Linked DNA regions of Mus musculus: regions 2 and 3 are each linked to region 1. Evidence: chromatin contacts called from public promoter capture Hi-C data. All regions are on one chromosome and are shown on one strand. Each heading gives the region's core, a stretch centred on a gene start, on an enhancer-like site or on the middle of the called end of the contact. The rest is flanking DNA. Distances are from core to core; before and after follow the strand shown.

What was found. Promoter capture Hi-C pulls out the DNA fragments that hold promoters and counts their contacts. Capture Hi-C pulls out chosen DNA fragments and counts their contacts.
Region 2: a contact with region 1 is called in a promoter capture Hi-C map of adipose tissue, with 4 times the contacts expected there. The contact joins the promoter of Hccs here to the promoter of Trappc2 in region 1. A contact is called at or near these places in 1 of 39 promoter capture datasets (erythroid cells) and 2 of 9 other capture datasets (adipose tissue and liver).
Region 3: a promoter capture Hi-C map of erythroid cells shows a contact between it and region 1, with 41 times the contacts expected there. The contact joins the promoter of Msl3 here to the promoter of Trappc2 in region 1. A contact is called at or near these places in 2 of 39 promoter capture datasets (erythroid cells and pre-B cells), 1 of 115 datasets of contacts at active chromatin or transcription factors (astrocytes) and 1 of 9 other capture datasets (adipose tissue).

Annotation. Positions count from the first base shown.
Region 1 is chrX:166,438,412-166,442,423 of GRCm38.p6, forward strand. Trappc2 (trafficking protein particle complex 2) reads left to right here and starts at 2,344. Exons shown (of 5, transcript NM_025432.4): 1 at 2,344-2,428. It overlaps Ofd1 (OFD1, centriole and centriolar satellite protein), which reads right to left and starts at 2,293. Exons shown (of 23, transcript NM_177429.3): 1 at 1,869-2,293; 2 at 1,618-1,716. The coding sequence starts at 1,883.
Region 2 is chrX:169,318,302-169,322,313 of GRCm38.p6, forward strand. Hccs (holocytochrome c synthetase) reads right to left here and starts at 2,071. Exons shown (of 7, transcript NM_001331049.1): 1 at 1,675-2,071; 2 at 1,137-1,289. The coding sequence starts at 1,248. It overlaps Gm15246 (predicted gene 15246), which reads left to right and starts at 2,094. Exons shown (of 6, transcript NM_001361166.1): 1 at 2,094-2,396.
Region 3 is chrX:168,672,242-168,676,253 of GRCm38.p6, forward strand. It overlaps Msl3 (MSL complex subunit 3), which reads right to left and starts at 1,631. Exons shown (of 13, transcript NM_001370791.1): 1 at 1,487-1,631; 2 at 22-104. The coding sequence starts at 1,588.

The sequences.
Region 1 (4,012 bases), core at 1,094-3,593:
TGACAAGTTTCATTTTATCACTGAGTTGGATGTAGAAGATGCCTGTAATGCTAATCCTAGGAAGGTAGAGTCAGGACATCACCTAAGCTTGAGGCAGTAGAGTGAGACACTGTTTCAAAACCACAAAAGTTATGACAAGACCCACAAAGGGAACAAAAGTACCTAGACATAAATGACTTTGTAATTGACTATAAGTACAAATTCATTTCAAATAAAAGGAGAGTATAAATTAAGCACTAAATTCCATAAAATTTACATTATTAACTCACCTCTATCAGTCATTGAACTAAGAAAGTAAAAATTATCTAAATTTGAGAAAATGAAAACATGCCCTGCTTTTCCTCCAATTGGGCTAATGGACTGAATAAGCAGTCATGCTGAAACTGGGAACAAGACTTGCACAAAGGGCTTACAGATAATGATATCCATTGCTTAAGACCAAATCAAACTGAGACGTGAAGGATGAAACAAATATTCCCAAACTGCCTGTGAAATACACACCAACAATCCTTCCCTAGCCATATGGACACATTGCTAGAAACGCTCTTACCCCAAGACATAATGGCCCTGGCCTAACACCCCAGTACTCAGGAAGGAAGCAGAACCCTGCAAACTGGCCCAAGCATGCTCAGGCCTTTTTCCTCAGACAGGGGAGTTCTCTATACTAGGCAGAAAATGACAGGTACAACAAATAGATGAGGTGGAGACCTAGGTAGAAGCCTCAGTCAATAGGAGGCAGCGACCTCCATGACCTCTGACTGACCAGGAGGAATCTGCTGCCACTGAAAATAAGGATTTCAGGCAACCTGAGGAAACAGGAAAAGGATCCTCATATAATCTAAATTTTAAAATGATATACACGCCTAACAGCAGTTTGTAGTTATAATATATGATTTTTCTCTCTTCTGCCTTTCTGTATTTTCCGGACAAGTCTTAAATATTTGTATGTAGTAAAACAAGAGTGGGAAAAATTGGGCTCACCTTTCCTTAATTTCCAATTCTATATGTAAAATATAGTCTAAAAGGTATATTGTAAGGAAACACATTGAACTAACTCCATCCCTTGCTGCTACCCAAACTTAAGATGTTCTAATAAACAGTTGCTATTCATTTAAAATATCCACACTCTAAAATATCTTATGTGTACTTACTATTACTGACACAGGGTATCACTATGAAGTCTTGGCTGACCTGGAACTGGCTATTTGGCCCAGCTACCCTCACAAGAGATGTGCCTTCCTCTGCTTCCGAAGAACTGGGATAAAGGCGTGTGACAAGACACCTGGTACCATTCCACTATAGATTTTTTTCTAGGGAGTATCATGAAACAGACTGGGCTTCATTTTGTTGTTCTCAGACATGTAGACCACAGTACTCTGCTCACATTACCCTCTGCAGTCCGTTCCTCGCAAGTCCCCCTCCTGCTCACTACATAGACGTAGCATGATCAAAGCGAGACTGGGAACAAGATTTGTAACAGCAGCTTAGTTTTATGGCAATGTGTTCATTATACAGGTTATGTGCTACCTTAATGAATGAATTTAAATGTGGAGCCACCTGCGGTTAAAGGTTACACTTGTGGAAGTATAACGACACGATTGTGCCTAAATCTGATACCTGAAGTGTGTCCAGTACACCCCGATCCTTAAACGTCTGGTATAGCTTTTTGCGCAGTTCATCTTGACTCAACACATCAGACTTGTGGGGCATGTTGGACTGAAAAGAGAAAATGATGGGTTACCTAGTGTCAACGTGGACCTGAATTTCAGAAATCAGTGACCTCACCGGAAGCCCTAAGATGCTTAACGGACATCAAAACAAAGAGATGTCCAATCGGAAAAACCCTGGAAAGTGGCAGGTGGAACTACCTGAGCCATCCTCATCTGCTTTCCTCCCGAGCTCGCCCCTCCACGGTCGGACTCCTCGGCCCGGGCCGGGGCGCAGGAGGAGAGGGAGCCCTTGACCTCGGAATCCAGCTTGTCTCTGGGGACCTAGGGGAGCAAGAGAGCTAAACATTCAGCCCCTAACTCGTCAAGCAGCCGCGCTTCCTCCCACGGTATGGGAAGGGTGGGCGGGTCCGCGAGCCAGGAGGGACTCTGGACGGAATAAAGACGGAAACGACAAGCGAGGGCCCCGAAGCGGCCGCTCAGTCGGCAGTTTTCCCTGCTCCGTAGCTCATCCCTACACTGCCCGCCGCCCGCCGCCTGCTCCGCCCGCTCCGGCCGCTCGGCCCGCTCGGCCGGCTCAGCCTAACCGCCCAGGCTTTGGCCCTCCGTGACGCCTGCGCGCTCTTAGGCGAGCAGTCCCGGCCACGTCTCGCGAGAGCATAGCCTCAGATCTCGCGAGAGTGATTTTGGGACTCCCAGGCTGAGGCTCCCGAGCGCAGATTAAAGAGGCGGCCGGTTCTCATCTCGGCTCCTCCCTACAGGTGAGCTCTGGAGGGAAGCAGGCGGCGGGCGTTCCGGGTCCGCGGGGGCATCCAGGCCTCCCGTGATGCGAACAGTGGTCTTCTACCTCTACCCAGCCCTGACTCGGGACAGCACGCCCAGCCCCCCGGCGCCGAGTAATCCCCGTTCTCCTAGTTGGTATAGCCTCCGTGTCCCCTTGGAGGGGACCTCCGCGCACTGGGACGGAGGCTTGGCGTTCTCCAGGTCGCTAACGCAGTGCATCTTCATTGCAATGCCATTGCCCTTTGCAGCCGGTTTACTGTAGAAAGCGGTCTCGGGCATCGTAGGTTGACCGCATCCTTGGTCAGTTTCCATTAAATGCCAGTGGTACCCTACCTCGCCCTCCAGACTTTGACAGATGCTCTCAAAGAGGGCAAAAGCGCATCTCCTTGAGAAGCACGGAGCTTCATTTTATAGAAAAGCCCCACTAGTTTTGCTGATCTGTGGGGCAAGTTGAATTTACAGCTGTCAGGAGCAAGTTTCTGAAAGGTTCCTCCATAGAGAGATTTGCTATAAATATGGACGGCTTTGAACTGGGGTGCATGCGTTTTATCTTGTGTTTGCCTGTTAACTAAAATGTTTAACTTGTAAGGATTTCTAAATTCATCCTGCTCTTGCACTAGTAGTCTTCCACCATTGCACCATATGAATTTTTAGCTTCCTGGTAACTTCAGATGTCAGCCCTGGGCTTGGCCTTTACAGCAGTTTAGAATAAGCCTGTCAAGTCTAGAGTTAAAAAAAAATACTTGATCTTGTGTATGTACTGCACTCCCTCAAACCCATACCAGACATGAATAATTGATCATAGCCATTCGACCACACTGTTTCTCAGCACCAACTCCTGACAGCCATACCAGACATGAATAATTAATTGATCACAGCCTTTCACTGCTGACCACACAGTTTCTCAGCACCAGCTCCTGGCAGCCATACCAGCAAAGCAGATTTTGCTCATAAGGAACCACGAGCTATCCCTAGTCAAATCCCTTTCCTACTAGACATTATATTTCAAGAATATACTAAACACCCACCACAGAACACTTCATCCTCACTTAGCTTAAAACACCCTCGACTGGCTCCTTCAGTTGCTCTTATTTTGTTTTGTTTTCAGACCATTCATTGTCTAAGTCCCCACCCACCCCCCTGCTCCCAACATATTGTTTAAAGGTATCCATCATTTGAAATTATGATTTCCAGAACTAAGTATTTTCACAGGAGATGTAATGAGGATGACAGCAGCACTTTCCACACCTTGTTTGGGCACTGTCTTCACTCAGTTTTTGGTTGTTTTGTACTTTTAGATTTATTTTAGAGGTGTGTGTGTGTGTGTGTGTGTGTGTGTGTGTAATGAGTACAGGTACCCACAGAGTCCAGAAGAAGGCATTAGATCCCATAGAGCTGGAGTTACAAGCAATTGTGAGCTGCCTGATGTAGGAGCTGGGATTGAACTTGTGTCCTCTGCAAGAGCAGTATGTTCTCTTAACTGCTGCACAATCTTTTTGCCCCAGCGGTCTTAATCTTTATTCAGCCTAGAATTCTTTAGCTTTTCTTTCTTGACATGTCAG
Region 2 (4,012 bases), core at 821-3,320, 2.9 Mb after region 1:
CTAGGAGAAATACTAGGAGACCATGGGATCTGTCCTTGTCCAAGGTCACAGAATTTTCACCAACTTTGCCACTTACTAGCTACATGACTTGAAGTACATAAATTACTCTGAGCTTTAGTTTCTTTCCTTGGCTATAAAACAGTCACACTGGTTTATAGACATGATAATGTAAACTCTCCTGGGCAAAGAATTTTTGTCTACTATATCTACTTCTCTCTCAGTGAAGAAACAAAACCCAGCAATGCTTGTCACAGGATAAGTGCTGACCTCTTGGAGAAAGTTGGCTCGAGGAGAGAAAGAGGAATGGTGACACTGGAAGCATGAGGACCCAACAACATGCACATTCAGTAAGCATACAACACTGTCCCGGTCTCAACTGTCTACAGCAGACATGCACTCATTAAAGAACTGTTTTGTTTCCAGCCTAGCACTGACATAATGCTCTATAAATTCACTTGGTGAAGGCTGATTTTGACCTAGATGAAGACCTTAACAGATATGGGAGTAGTGTATTTCAAACAGCTACACCGAGGTTTATTCAGCTCTGGCACCCTTACTATTTATGGACCAAAGACTCCATGTCTGAGGCTGTATGATGTCTATTTAGCACTATCTAATACCACCCCAGTCTATGTCAGCAGAACCATTTCCTCTCAGTTGTGAGAACCAAAATATGTATTCAATGATGGCTCTTTACATGCATAGCTGAAAGCCACTGATGTAGGCACTGGTAAACTTTGGAAAGACAAGGCTGATTTAAGGAAAAATTGCATAGATGACAGACTGTGAGATATAAAAAAAATTGTTTATGATAATATCTAGTGAGCAGCCAAATTGGACCAGCCCCAGAGTGCCTTAGTCCCGCTTTGCAAGCCTCACTACCAAGCTACAACTCTAGAACTGTGGCTCTCAGCCTGTGGGTTGACCCCTCTGGCAACGCACTATCTCCAACAATATTTCCATGACGAGTCAGAACAGAAGCAAACTTACAGTAATGACGTTGAAAGGAAAATAATGTTGTGGTTGAGTCACCACAACGTGCAGAACTGGGTCAAAGGGTCCAGCATTAGGAAGGTTTGAGAACCACCGCTCTAGAATCACTAGCTTTCTTTTAATTTTCGAGACAGGCAAGTTACCTTTCCTTTGCCCTTTATGCATCGGGCATCCTGAAGGTGGTGAAGCTGGCTGACCATCTGAAGCATTCGAGGCGTTTACTGCAGTAGCAGGAGAAGATGCTGAGGCACCCATGGCTGGAATCACAGGGGTCACTCCCAATCTAAAATACCCAGCTGCCAAAGCAAGAAATCAGATTAAAACGTGGAGGCTAAACAGTTGATATCCCCTTGTTATTCTGATCCTGGCTGGCCCTGGCTTTTTTTCACCATCCCTTGGGAGAGTAAGAGGTAGGGCACTGGTTCGGGGGTGGGGGTGGGGGGTGGTGAGGGGACACTTTGAAAACAGTGCCTCCATTGGGAAAATACCTTGAAGCCTATGCCACCATTTGGGGACCCGTGCCAGAGTCTGGAAACTTGTAAGATGCAACCACGTCGTGAAGACGGGTGTAGTCTTGATGGTGGGGTCCAAGGGAAAATACACTGAACTAGCCTCGAACCCGTGTTCCCAGTAGGGCAGGCGCCTCAGGGAAAATAGGAAGGTTAAAAAAAAAAAAGTCACCAAAACGGGAGGCAAGGAGCGGCGAAGGGCAGGAAGCCACCAGTGTTGCCTTCCCGTCTATGCGCGTCCCACCGGCACCGCGGTCTGCACAGTGCACCGGCTCCAGCCGGACCCGGACGCCGTCCTGTCCCCAAGTCACCTCGCCGACTGTCCCGCGCCGCGCGGCCCCGAGCGCGTCAACCTGCCCAGCCGAACTCACTCGGCAGCCGCCGGCTCCAGCCGAACCCGGGCGCCGCCCTGCCCCCAAGTCTCCGCTCCGACTTGTCCCGCGCGGCGCGGCCGCGAGCGCGTCGAACCGCCCAGCCGAAGTCGCTCGGCTGCACCCGCGGTTTTTCCTCACGCGGGGTCACCGCTAACGTCCGGTCACAGCCGGCGTTCTCGGGCGCCGTTACTTCCTGTTCCGAAGGCGGGACTTCCGGGAGCACGAGGCAAGCTCGCGCTGAGGAGAGGAACGGTCGTCAGGTCGGGCGGATCGCTCCCACCCCCTTCCGCTCCGAGGCCTCGAGCCGCCCGAGCCTTCTCTCCGTCTCCGCCCCTACGTGCGGGGCGGTGTGTTTAAGGGCGGGTCGGTCCACCCCTTCTCGCTCCGCGGCCTATAGGCGCCCGAGCCTTCTCTCCGTCTCCGCCCCTACGGGCCAGGCGGTGTTTTTTAACTCCGCCGGCCGGCCGGTAAGCCGCTCAGGGTGAGAAGTTAGGGAACCGCGGGGTGTCGCTTCCGAGGGGTAAGGCACGTCGCTGTGTTTTTCTAAGTCATCTCCTTAGGTTCTTGAAAGGTCAACTTGTATTTTTTCTTTTTTGGTTTTTCGAGACAGGGTTTCTCTGTGTAGCCCTGGCTGTCCTGGAACTCACTGTGTAGACCAGGCTGGCCTCGAACTCAGAAATCCGCCTGCCTCTGCCTCTGCCTCCTGAAGGCTGGGATTAAAGGCGTGCGCCACCACCGCCCGCTCAACTTGTATTTTTTAATGAACAAGCGATATTTGTGCTTATTTGTGGAATAAAGTGCTATAATTAAGTAGACGCACTTAAACTTCCACCGCCTAGTCCTTTCAAGGACTCTGGCAACCGTTGTGAGTGTACTCCATGGAATTCACAGCCTTCATCTAAGTAGTATATTTCATATTACACAAAGTACGTTTTTATATTACTTGTGTAGGGTAAACCAGCAGATAGGAGATGGTTATTGTATTGGTTAGGTTTTTGTTAACTTGAATGGAGTCACTGTCTTCATCAGACGGCCCAGTGGGCAAGCCTATGGGGACATTTTCTCCATATCTGTATCCGGTACCACCGATGGGCTAGCTTATATTAAGAAAGCAAAGTGAGCCATGGGACCAAGCAAGCCAGTATGTGGTGTACCTCCATGGCCTCCATGGCTTTTGATTCCTTGGTGGCTTCAGGTTCCTGCTTTGAGTTCTGTGGGACCCCATGAAAATGGCCCCCTTTCATATTAATGTGACCATTGTTTAGGTCTTCTTTATGAAGACATTTCTAGGAGCGTTGGTCCACAGCAGACTTCCTGGTACTCTGGATCTTAAAGTGTTATGCCCCCTCTTCAGTGATAGTCTGGTTTTTTGCTAGTCTTTGGTTCTTGTGGGGAGCATTGTCGGTCCAAGTGGTACAACTTCTTCTAAGGCAGTGGTTCTAACCTCTCAAAGCTCCAACCCTTTAATACAGATCTTCATGTTCTGATGATCCTCGCAAGTATAAAATTATTGTTACCACTACATAACTATAATTTTGTTACTGTTATGAATAATAATGTAAATATCTGATTTACAGATCGTGAGCCATAGGTTGGGAATACATAAATCTAGTCTGTTAATTCTGTTTTGATGTTTCTGCGTCTATGATTTCACAGGTAACAACGTAATTGCATAATATATATTATCTATTTGTGTTAAAACATTTTAAAATTTGTGTTATACATTTTTTTTAAATTTTCCTATGTGTTCTACAATTCTTCTCTCGTTCAACATGTTCATGTTGTCTCCACTTTTAAAATATTTAATTCTTTTCCCCGGCCCTTTGGCCCTTTCTAAATTCTATATCCTTCCTCAAAATTCTTTATTGTGTCACAATTATCCATTCTATCCCACAATTATTGCTTCTCTTACACTCTGCCTTCTCTCATAGAGATCCTCATAACCATTTCCGGTTATCTCCCACAGTTCTCACTTTTTAATATAATTGATTAGAAGAATCATACCTTTCTTGTTCCTGAGATTCTAAGGTTTTCCAAGATCGGAGGCAGTAGGAGGTCTCTCTCTCTCAGGATCACGGCCAGAGAACAGAGAATTGGTATGCCTTGGGTATAAAGACAATATCACTAGTTCCACAG
Region 3 (4,012 bases), core at 381-2,880, 2.2 Mb after region 1:
AACTGTAACAAGTTCACTGACCTTCTGTTCCAACCATTAAAATGTATCAGATATTCTGGAATCTTTCTGCCCTTTTCGTCTTTCCCGATAATAACATCGATGATCTGAAACCAGGAAATACTACTCACGCGTGGCACAGCAAACCGAAAATTACTATAAGTTTGGTAAAAAGAACTAGATCACAGTCCCTTCTTAAAGAAATAAGAAAGTACTCATCCCTCCCCCCTTTAGATCGAGAGCTGGGTCGTAACATTCTTCAACATTTTTTTTCCTCTTCTGCCCGAGTGGTTGCCTCAAAATAGGAAACATCCGTCCAACCAACCCAGGATTGGTCTCTTGAGTTTGAGACCGGGTGAAACTTCTGAAGTCATTGGTCGGTAGATTTGTCATTAGCGAAGGGCCCAGACTAGAGAGAACAGCCCTGAGACCTCTGGGAGTTGTAGTCACCTGGGCCTTGCCTTGTCCAGTGTCTTGCCTAGCTAGCCAGAGACTTCCACAACCCTTCCCCTCCCCTTAATAGCCATGCATTCCCTAAGGTGATAGCTGGTACAAATGAAACGTATATCCTTCCATCTCCTAGCGATAGAGCAAGCTGGAGGGATAGCAATAGGAGGTAAACAGAGTTAAGGGTTTCAGGAAGAACCAAAGATACATAATCCAGCACAGACCTTGGGGTGTTCCACTGGACAGCACTGCTGAAACATGGCTAAAAACACACCTGGTGCTGCTCCGAGTTGTCTCTGCCACCAAGGACTTCACCTTGGTGGCTGGAAACACCGATGCTCGCCCCGACCCCCAGCGCGCTGAATTTTTACCTTCTTTGGGCTCTGGAGCACTTAGGTGCCCAGTCCTCCACTTAAAAACTGACAACCGCAAGATATAGCTCAGCCTGGGCTGACCAAGCTGGATACAGGCGAGATGCGATTCTTTCCTAGCTCTGTTCGCCTCCCACCAATCCTTTAGAAAGCAACAGAGCAACCTTGAGCCCCTCCCTTCCCCCCCAGCAGGACTACAATCCTAAATTTGACCAGGGTTCGGGACTGACAGCTGGGAATAATTGAGGACCAGGTTGAAGATGTGGGTGGGGAAACTGGTCAAGGTGTCCTCTACTGAGCCCATGTGGCGAGAAGCCGCGTGGGACAAGGACAGATTCGTTACAAAAGCAGAGGCCTCAGGCGACAGTCCTCCTACACCGGTCGCCGGGATTGGCGCCCAGCGCTCAAACCGCCACCCTGGCCTAGCAACCGCGCGTAAGCGACGCGACACGGCCGGAAGCGGAAGCATCACGGGTCCTTTCTAGTTAGGGAAGTCGCGCGCCCAGCACGTCTCGCCAGCGTCCCCTGTAGTCCCGGGCCGCTCCACGCAGGCCAAGGCGCGCCCTGGTGGCTGTCCAGGACTCCAGGCCACTTGTCCTCCGCTGGCCCCTTTGCCTCCCATCCCTCGAACCCAGTCCCGCATCTCCTCCCTGTTCCCCCCGCGGCGGCACCTTGGCATCGTACAGCACTCGCGCCTTGGTAGGGTCAGGCTCGAAGCACAGCACTTTCTCCCCAGAGTGGAATTGAAATTTCATGCCCTCGCTCGCGCTCATTTGCTCATCGTGGCGGAGGGCGAGGCTCCGGGGCGGGCAGAGTGCGCGCGGTGGGGGAGGACGGCCGGGGAGGCGGCGCTCCGCCACCGGGGGGGCCCGGGAGTGGTGGAGGCTACGACCGCCCCGCCCTCGGCCCCTCCTCCGGCCACCCCGCGCCACTGCGAGGACCTTGGCAGTGGCGATGGAAGCGCGCGGCCCCGCCAGGGCTTGTCCCCGCCCGTCCCCTCTGGGGCTCAGAGAGGGGTGCGGACGGGGAGCAAGATCCCTCGACCGAGGTCTTCCAGCAGACCGTTCCCTCTGGTCCCCATGGGTTAGGATTCCCGCGGTTTCCAGGCTGCGCCCACGTGTGTGCCGAGCTGTCACCCCGGGCGTGCGCTCTCTGGCCGGAGTGTGGGGATCTCTTAGGGAGAGGATTGCTCTAGGGTAGTCACCAGGCGCCGAGGAGGCTGGATGGCGTCTGCCCCCAGGAGCTGCCTGGCCGCGCGCGCGCGCGTCAGCCCCCTCGGCGGAGCTGCGCGCAGATGAGTGTGGCCACGCGAGAAGGACGCGGTGTTGGAGCTGGCCGGAGAAGGGCAGTGGCCTTGAGCGAGGGGAGGAGACATTCCGGGCAGTTAATAGAACACTGGGTCATCCTTCCGAGAGGACCAGCAGGTAGGGCCTGGAGGCCCCAGTGAGCAGCGGACAGCAAAGCTTATGGGTCCTGAAAGGGTCGTTAACACCTTACGTGTCAGCTTGCAGCACTCCTGAATTGCTCCCCCATGGTCTATCTTTAGTGGCTCAAAACCTCCTGAAGAGTGGAAGCACCATTGAGACTGCTGTTAACAGAGTGCCTGCAAAGATCGGGCGTTCATAAATACTCCCTGAATGACCGACCAGAAGACAGGAGACTTGAAGGGCAGAGCTTCAGTGACAGAGAGGGCAGTGCTGGCCTGTTTCTTCTTGAGTGCAAAGCCACTAGGCAGTGTGATTACTAGATCAAGACCTGGCTGGAAAGTTGAGCAGATGGGCTGGGAGGTTTTTAGTGAACTGTCAGATTTCCCACAGCCACTCACTCTGTTCTTGCTTCCAGAAATTTGCGTCTCCCCACCCCCACCTCCCTTCACCTGGTACAAGGTCCAAATCTCTCACACCTCCACTTGGGCACTTCCAAGAGAAAGGTCCCGCAGGAGCCTAGAGGAACCAACCATGTATCTGTCCAGTATTCCCTCCCAGAACTCGACTTACCCTTTTATTACCATTTTCTTGCTCTGCTGGAGAATGGGTTGTTCATTTGCAAGATGGCCCCACTAAGAGGGTAAACTGCTTGAACCTGGGGGTTGGGGGTGTCTAATCCAGTGTGTCATTGTATACTCACAGCACACAATAAATATTTAATGGATGAATGATCACAGATTTATGAAATCAAATCCATAAAACTCAATGGCCAACTGGATATAACTGAGGGAAGGGAAGGAGGCATCTTGGGAGTCCTCCAGGTTTTCTAGAATTAAGAGCTGAGTGAGGAATAGCTCCACTGGCCAGATAGGGCAAAGAGGAGGGCAGGTGTGAGGAAAATGGCCAGATAATGACTTGGATCTAAGACAATGAAGTCCATAAGCCAGAACTGGAACCCTGATTCTCCAGGAATGTGGATAGTAGATGGTAGTGTTCCCTGTAAATGGCAGAGGCAGCTCTGAAGCACATATCACAGCTTATCACATGTAGCCATAGCTGGAGTAGTGTGGTGTTTCCGGTTCATGAACGGAAGAGTCCACTCCATGCTCTAACCTTTGAGGAGAGGTGGGTTCCTTTTTTTCCTATTCAAGTCCATCCTTGTGTCATGGGTGGCTCTCCTTCTCTGCCTTCCTCTATAAAATCTAAGAGTGATACCTATATACAGCTATTATATACATAGAAGTCTGATATCTCTCTCTCTCTCTCTCTCTCTCTCTCTCTCTCTCTCTCTCTCTGTGTGTGTGTGTGTGTGTGTGTGTGTGTGTGTGTGTGTGTGTGTGAGTGTGTGTATGTGTGTGGTACTGGACAAGTAATTAGTCTCTGTGAGATGGTGTGTGTGTGTGTGTGTGTGTGTGTGTGTGTGTGTGGTATTGGACGAGTAATTAGTCTCTGTGAGATGCTTTTGTTATAATTAAGCAAAGAAGTGGCTCCTTTATAAGGAGTAATTAAAGCGTTCAGTGCATTCTGTGTGCATGGCTTTGTTTATTACCTTGCAAATAATGCTGGAGAAATGCTTCATGATCATTTCCTACTCATTTACCTGGTTCCTTATCCATTCATGCAATAAATATTGATTGAGCTTCCTGAGTAATCAAAGTTAGACACACTAAGCAGACTATATACGTAACTCCTGTCTTTCAGGATGGCGTATTTCAGGATGGAAGAGTACCAAGTAAGCAAGTTGGAGCCTACTGCACACCATGATAAAAC